Linked DNA regions of Sus scrofa: region 2 is linked to region 1. A link is a contact called in public Hi-C data. All regions are on one chromosome and are shown on one strand. The core of a region is the stretch at or near the end of the contact, and the rest is flanking DNA. Distances in the headings are between cores, read along the strand shown. Region 1 holds the start of LOC110255273 (histone H2B type 2-F). Region 2 holds the start of PEX11B (peroxisomal membrane protein 11B).

Region 1 (4,300 bases), core at 376-2,875:
CAACCTTCTAACCAAGTGCTTACAGCCACTTTCTCTGATAAGTTATGTGGCTCTGAAAAGAGCCTTTGGGGTAAGGTAGATGTTCTATTTCGTCCCTTGAGCACCCTTACTTGGAACTGGTGTACTTAGTGACCGCCTTGGTGCCCTCGGACACGGCGTGCTTGGCCAGCTCGCCGGGCAGCAGCAGGCGCACGGCCGTCTGGATCTCCCGGGACGTGATGGTCGAGCGCTTGTTGTAATGAGCCAGGCGGGACGCTTCGCCCGCGATGCGCTCGAAGATGTCGTTGACGAAGGAGTTCATGATGCCCATGGCCTTGGACGAGATGCCGGTGTCTGGATGAACCTGTTTCAGCACTTTGTATACATACACAGAGTAACTTTCCTTGCGGCTTCGCTTGCGCTTTTTGCCATCCTTCTTCTGCACTTTTGTTACAGCCTTTTTAGACCCTTTTTTAGGAGCAGGAGCAGATTTTGCTGGATCCGGCATTTCTGCACGAAGAAAGCCCACGCGCCCACAAAAATGATGCTGACTACATCCAAGCTGGTCGGTTACGCGCTACTTATAGAGCCTGTATGCAAATGAAGACTAACTCAGTACTGCGTGTTTATTGGTTAATATCCAACAGTGCCGTCATAGAAGGGTGGAGTCCATGTAAATAAGGTTCGGTCTCGCTTCCTTAGTGGTCCTTAGAACAAAAGTCTTGTTAACCAATCAAAATGTTCTATTTCACACTAACCAGTAAATATGTAAAGTGTAGTTTCACCTGTTTTGTTGATTTTAACTTTTACTGGTTGACTTGTATACGTAGAGATCTGAAGCGCCAGCTAAGGGAAAGTTAAATTTTATTTTTGCATCGTATTACTCCGCTATACCACTTGTGGAAGTCTGATTTTGATTTTTGCAACCAAACCTCAGCCCACTTAAATATTTATTTTTACCTTTTGCGCCTCCTGTCTTAACGCAGTGAGGAAGACACCTCGGGACTCAGCACTGTCTCTTGCCCTTTTTTATCAGTTGAAACGCCAGGAAACTACCGGGTGTTTGACATCCAGCCTAGACCTAGAACTGCTGTCGATCTGAAAACCCAGATCCCAGATCCCCCCAGTTATAATACCGGCCTTCTACTGTCAATTTCTGTATTCAAACTTGTGCTAACATTTTTAACTAGCAGCTTGAAAGGCGTTCCAAAAAAATAAAGCAAAAACTGCGTAGAGCAGACTATCCTCTTGCAGTTTTCCCACGTAAGCAGCAAGCTTAGCCCTCTGGACTTCAGAAATCACGTCAGCACTTGGCCATGACGACCTAGATTTTGCCTGATGCTCCCTCTGGCGTCTGTCGGCTTTAATTCTGTAACCTCACCAACACATACAAGATTACTTGATCCCCTTTACCCTTAACACCTGTGCATAACGAGCCCACCGACATGGCTGAGAGGTGGTACAACTGCTCCTTTTGAAAAGGTGAGTGGCTCTGAAAAGAGCCTTTAAGATAGTCTACGTAAAAAAAAAATGCCTTAAGCCCGCTCCCCGCGGATGCGGCGGGCCAGCTGGATGTCTTTGGGCATGATGGTCACGCGCTTGGCGTGGATGGCACACAGGTTCGTGTCTTCAAACAGCCCCACCAGGTAGGCCTCGCTCGCCTCCTGCAGCGCCATCACGGCCGAGCTCTGGAAGCGCAGGTCCGTCTTGAAGTCCTGCGCGATCTCGCGCACCAGGCGCTGGAAGGGCAGCTTGCGGATCAGCAGCTCGGTCGACTTCTGGTAGCGCCGGATCTCCCGCAGGGCCACGGTGCCCGGCCGGTAGCGGTGGGGCTTCTTCACGCCGCCGGTGGCCGGCGCGCTCTTGCGGGCCGCCTTGGTGGCCAGCTGCTTCCGCGGGGCCTTGCCCCCGGTCGATTTGCGGGCGGTCTGTTTAGTACGCGCCATAATATCTCACTGGTTTCATTTACCTACCCTGAGGCAGTCCTATTTATAGACATAGCCTCATCTTGATTGGGCCAGAAAAATAAGGAATTTCCGGAATTCTTATCTCATTGGCTAGAATTCAATCCTGGGCAAAGCTTGTTATGCTAATCTCCTTATTACCTCCGTACTTTTCTATAACCTTATCGATCACAGATATTTTCTTTTTTAGGCCATTTCTTGAAATTGCTGTAACTTTTAAAACAGCAACTTATAAAGTGTTTTTGCACATTTGGGATTTATATTTTAATCGATTCCTTTGAAATACACGCATGCCCTAGGTTTCAGCCGCATTTCCATTTCTTCTCCCATAGTTAACATTTATTTAGCTCCTGACACTGAGCTAAGCGCACTAGATGTATTACATTATGACTGCGGTTCGACAAAACAATATTCAATTGAAGAAAACATATTTAACTTTACGTTTACCTGATTCAGAACTTCGCCAAAGTTGTGTGCTGGCCAGTACCAATTTACAGAGTAGAGCTCTCCGCCTTTCTTTTGTCATTTTCCCCTGGAAGGCGGTTTCCTCCTTCTCAATCCATCAATGGCTAATTAGGTCCTATAGAGGAAACGCTTCTAAGTAAGGGAAAGTAAGATCAGAAATATTTATTTATTTATTTGGCCATGAGATCCCCCAGCCACTGCAGTGACACCACCAGATCCTTAACCTGCTGCATTAAAGGGAACACAAGACCAGAAATATTAGTTTCTCCTTTACACTGGTGAATAGTTTTAAAGTCAAGTTGCCTATCAGTCAGATTAAAAGTTCAAATAAAGTGTCAAAACAAATAAATTATTTGTTGATTACTGAGTTGCTAGCATATTTTCTTCTATAAAGTGTTTTCTAATTCTTAACATTTCTTATCTTTTCTATTCTTTATAAGGAAATTGAAGATCTTTTTCCTTTTAGTTATTTCATATGCTTTGAAGAATTGCTTGGGAAAATTGCATGTAATAATACCACAGTTATGTAAGGTTACCAATGCTTAAAATTGTAATAATTAATATAAAGACTTTTAATCGCATGCTTCTTTGATTGAAAAAACACTATTGCATCCAAACCACAGAAAAACTCAAACCTGAGAACAAAGGCCCAAGAGGCTCAAAACTTACCTTGATGGTGTCAATATGAATGACTATTTTCCTGAAGTCAAAATGAAGTAAAAGTGATTTTGAGAGGATTTTCTGCGCATTAAACACAGTAGAAACTTATCTTTATATCTCCAAGTTTCCTTGGGCTGCAGCAATCTCCTGCTCTAGAGAAGAGATCTAAATGCTGGAGTTCCCTGGTAGCTCAGAGAGTTAAAGATCTGGCAGTTTTCAACTGTTGTAGCTTGGGTCACTGCTCTAGTGTGGGTTCAATCCCTGACCCACAGAACTTCTGCCATGGGCCAAAAACAAACAAATATCATGCCTAACTGACGTGAAAAACTATTACCCCCTCCTGTGGAGGTTTTGTAATACTGCCCAACATATACAGAACACTACTCAGTATTTTAAAATCCTCAACCTACACTATCTCATTTATTCCCAACTCTGTGAAGTAGATATTATTTGATTTTCCTTATATTACCGATAAAGAAACTGAGTCTCAGAGAAATTATGGCTAATCCTGGATAAATAATAATGCCTGCATAATATTCTAAAGCAAAAGAATGAATGGATCTCCAGTTTCATCAGGCTTGGGGTGTATTTTAAAGTACTGATGAATTTTCCCAACTTACAATCAAATTACTCAACTGAGCTATTGCCATCAGAACGGGAAACTACCCCTGGGGCAGATGTCTGGATGATAGTCCAAAGCTGCCCACCAAAGCGTCACAATTCTTTGAAATGTTCTATTTTTTCTTTATTTTTAAAAAACATGTATGCACTCTTGGCCATGCTGTAGAGATGTGTACATTTAAACAATAAATATTCTCAAGCTATTTATATAGAATCCAACAGTCATAGGATTTATTTTACTTTTGTAATTTACTTATATAATTTTAAAAAAATTCCAAGAGTCTTCCTCTGACTTAATAAAGAAATTGTATAAGAATTTCTACTTCTCAGAAAATAGCAGTGTCAATTTAAATATTAATTTCAGGGCAACAGTTCAAATAAAATAATAGGACATTTTTAAGGGTTATAAATAATATTTCTCTGAATATAACAATTGGACAATAATGTGATATTCCTATGAGCGGTCTCCATACACCACTCACTACTTTATCAGATTTAAAATGCACATGAGAAGTTCCCGCAGTGGCGCAGTAGAAACAAATCTGACTAGGAACCATGAGGTTTCGGGTTTGATCCATGGCCTTGCACAGTAGGGTAAGGATCTGGCATTG
Region 2 (3,973 bases), core at 428-2,927, 200 kb before region 1:
GAGGGACAATTGGAAGAAAAGGTCAAAAACAGGAAGGAAGTTCTCTTGCGGTTAAGAGGGTCAAGGATCTAGAGTTGTCACTGCAGTGGCTCTGTTCACTGCTGTGGCGTGGGTTCGATCCCTGGCCCAGGAAATTCCACATGCAAAACAAAAACAAAACACCCCAAAAAACAGGGCAGAACAAAGGAAGAATAGCTGGGGAGGGAGGAAGTGTTAAAATAATGAAAAGGCATGGAGTTCCCGTCATGGCGCAGTGGTTGGCGCATACGACTAGGAACCATGAGGTTGCGGGTTTGGTCCCTGCCCTTGCTCAGTGGGTTGACGATCTGGCGTTGCCATGAGCTGTGGTGTAGGTTGCAGACGCAGCTCGGCTCCCGCGTTGCTGTGGCTCTGGCGTAGGCTGGCAGCTACAGCTCCGATTGGACCCCCAGCCTGGGAGCAGCCCAAGAAATGGCAAAAAGGCAAAAAAAAAAAAAAAAGAAAAAAAAGAAATAAAATAATGAAAGGACAGGAACAGCTTTTTTTGTTTCTTTTTCTATTTTTAAGCTGCCCAGGAGGATGGAGAGGTCCCTGGGCCAGGGACTGAACCTGCACCACTGAAATGACAAAGCAGAACCCTTAACCACCACGCCACCAGGGAACTCCAAGAGGCATGGTTACTTACGCTTTCTTCCTAGGCTCAGATGACCCTCCAGCTGTCGAATCTGTTTCTGTAACTCAGGACTGGCCCCATGTTTCTGTAGGGCATGGCCAAGAAGGGAGCAAGCATATTGGGCGGCCCTGGAGGAGAGAGTGAGCGGTAATGTAAGGTGGAGACCTCCCTAATCTCCCCCTCAAAAACGTCCTCCTAAAGGCAAGTCTGGATTCCCCCTTTTTCCAATTTGAGACTACTCCCTTTCCTCCTCAAGCTCTATCTCCAGGCAGGGGAAAAGAAAGGCATAAGGATAAAAAGGAGCCTCGAAGAGTTTGGGTAGCACTACTTAGAATTGAGAAAATAAGAGATTTGACTACATGAGGCCCGAAGAGGACAAGGTGGCAAGGCGTCCATCACAAGCACTTCTAGTGTGAACATGTGTGTGTCCACGTGAGGGAGTGGGGGATAGCTGGAGGGGAAATTCTTCAGAAAGGTGAACTGAGAGATTTCCAAGGCTCTTGAGGGGAATCGAGACTAGAAGGCAGGACGGAGGCAGAAGAGTTCGCGGGTCAGTAGGATGAGGGGACACGGAAACTTCGGAGCGACTGGTCAGCTCTGGGGACAGAGTTCAGGTCGCTATCAACCACGGGGCGGATGCTCCTCACGCCACCACCACCCGGCGAGGGAAGTATTAGTCTCATGTGAACGCGCATCCCTGAGCGACCTCCCCGCTGGCCCACTCGTGCCTCAGTTTTCCCATCTTTCCCGTGAGCAAAAACGAATCACGGCCTCACGGCTGGTTCAAATCAACCCCTCGCGGTCCGTCCGGGCCCCCGTAGCCCAAGATGACCCTTTTTGACCCCCGTAGTGTGAACTGTCCTCGCTTCACGAGGACCTTCCTCTGCCCGCCCTCCCCCATTCCTGTTCGGGCCGCACCTACACAGCCGCTCCCGGGCCTGGCTCTGAGCGCTGAAGCGGACCCAGGCGTCCATGACAGCGGCGGCCCCGGCTCCGCAGCCCCACCCCCGCCCACTTCCCGCCCCTAGTCACGCCTACCGGACGGCCCAACGGTGTCGCGCAAGGGACAAACATCGTCAAAAAGAAATTTGAACGGAGCCAGCCACAGAAGCGGAGTTTCGGAACTAGAAGCACTTGTCTCTGGGCCTACACCTGCGTGTTTTTGTGGGTGCCTCCGTTAGCTCGCCTTCTTATCAGCTGATCTCTATTTCCTAAGTACGCCTCCAGAGGCACATTCTTCTTTAAACATTCGAGGCCAAGGGCGGGGCTTGCAGGATGGGGGGCGGAGCGAGAAGGTGCCGCAGTGCTCTTGCCGCGGCCGCTAGGATAAGGTTTCCCCTAATTTAGGATGCCCTAGGGGCTTGAGAAGTCTGTGGAAGTAAAAGCCAGCACCAGATCCCTGTTCCCTGCAGGATTCTAACACTTGGACCGATGACCTCCAGAATACATACGGAGAATCTCCAGATTCAGAGGCTTTAGTGGACTAAGTTCGCGAAATAACCAACTCCAGATCCTGAAAAGGAAAGAAGAATGAGTGGATTCAGCTAACCTCTTCAAACCCACACTTCATCCCCCCATCCCTTTCCCTTCCATGTCACCATGTCTGCAGGCAATGGCACCCCTTTGGGGTCAGCAGTGGGGGAAGAGGTCTGGGCGGGATCAGGAGTAGAGGTGGAGAGCTCAGAGCTACCCACCTTCTCAGTTGCAGCTAAGGTCCGGGTTGGAGTGACCGTTGTGCTATTTGTTTCTTCGGCTGGAGGAAACCTGGCCGTACTGTGGTCGGTGACACGGCCGCAACCCAGCCAGCTCCGCCCCTCTCCGGTACGACGACTTTTTGCTCATTTAGCAGCTGCCGATTTACTGGTTACTTTTGTGGTTATGCCCCTAGATGCCTCCTGGAATATCACTGTTCAGTGGCTGGCCGGGGACATCGCATGTCGAACACTCATGTTCCTGAAACTAATGGCCATGTATGCCGCAGCTTTCCTGCCTGTGGTCATTGGGCTCGACCGCCAGGCAGCCGTACTACACCCGCTTGGACCCCGCTCAGCTGGAAGGAAACTTCTGGGGGCAGCCTGGCTACTCAGTTTCCTTCTTGCCTTGCCTCAGGTGAGTAACTTGTCGGGACTCAGGGCTACACCGGACAAGAATTTGGGTGCACCACATGAGCCTTCAGATTCAAGGAGCGTGCTTGGCCGTGGTCACCATTAATCCTCAACGGAGAGACTCTGCTATCTCTTCCGCAAGTTAAGATCATTAATTTGTATTTTCTGCTACAAGCCTTTATTTTTACTACAGTTGGCTTCCATTTTTTTGTATCCTCCTAATCCCACCTTCTCCGCTTTCTTTGGATTATTGCAAAAAAAATTCTAGGGCATGGAGGAAACATACATGGGAAGACATTAAGAAGACAGTGAAATCAGGGGCTTTGGGTAAAACTTTGCGGTACCTTCATTCATCAGTTCAAAAAAATAATGTGCATCCTCCAGGTGCATTCAAATGCTCTATCAAGCATAGAGCAACAAAGTCCTGCCTTCAAGAAATGTATAGATTAGTGCAGGGTCAAATTAGTACTCAATTACAATACAGTGTGCAGTTAGGTATTACACTAAAGGTAAGCATAAGGAGCTAAAAACAATGTGTGTGTGTGGGGGGGCAGGTCTGACCCACTCTTGGATAGTCAGGGAAAGCTTCCTGACTTCTCAGAGATGTTATAATTTCTTGAAAGATTGGTGTTAAACAAGTTAAAGCTGGAGGAATGCTGGGGAGGATGGACAGTAGACAGTCACTAAGTGGCTGCAGCTAAAATTGAGGGCTAGAAAATGGTGAGTAATGAGCCTGGAGGGGTAGAACCAGATCACAAATAATAAACTCATACTTTATCCTGAGGGCAGTGGAGAGACACTAAAGTAAAAGATGGAGAATAACATAGTCAGATTTGTATTTTTTTTTATTCTAATCAAATATCAATATTGAAATGAACTAGAAATCTAGGGGGAAAAAGCTAAATATCAAGCATTTCCTTCAAAACACCCAAACCGTTACCACTATCTGGGGGGAGTAAAGCAGCAGCTCTGAGACCAGGATTAGGATTATGTCAGAGAGGGGCTACAATTTCAGTCTCTGGAATGATAGAGTCAGACTAAGATTTGATCCTTAAATTCTCAAGTATTATAACAACCAAAAGTTAGTCTGACTATATAGTCCTAAGACAAAAAATACTTCTTCCAACAATATGTTGCAAGACCTATCTACCCTAAATTTAAAAAAACAGCCTGTTGTGCAAAAAGAATTACAGTTGGGTTTATGTGAAGCAAATTT

The links. A called contact is a pair of places that touch in the nucleus more often than the background predicts.
Region 2: a Hi-C map of skeletal muscle shows a contact between it and region 1, with 5 times the contacts expected there. The contact joins the promoter of PEX11B here to the promoter of LOC110255273 in region 1. A contact is called at or near these places in 1 of 5 promoter capture datasets (fetal liver), 3 of 47 Hi-C or Micro-C datasets (embryonic fibroblasts, liver and skeletal muscle) and 1 of 2 datasets of contacts at active chromatin or transcription factors (alveolar macrophages).

Annotation. Positions count from the first base shown.
Region 1 is chr4:99,214,062-99,218,361 of Sscrofa11.1, reverse strand. It overlaps LOC110255273 (histone H2B type 2-F), which reads right to left and starts at 1,625. Exons shown (of 1, transcript XM_021089927.1): 1 at 1-1,625. The coding sequence starts at 487. The coding sequence ends at 107.
Region 2 is chr4:99,413,107-99,417,079 of Sscrofa11.1, reverse strand. PEX11B (peroxisomal membrane protein 11B) reads right to left here and starts at 1,677. Exons shown (of 4, transcript XM_001927969.4): 1 at 1,571-1,677; 2 at 665-780. The coding sequence starts at 1,626. It overlaps GNRHR2 (gonadotropin-releasing hormone (type 2) receptor 2), which reads left to right and starts at 2,232. Exons shown (of 3, transcript NM_001001639.2): 1 at 2,232-2,761. The coding sequence starts at 2,252.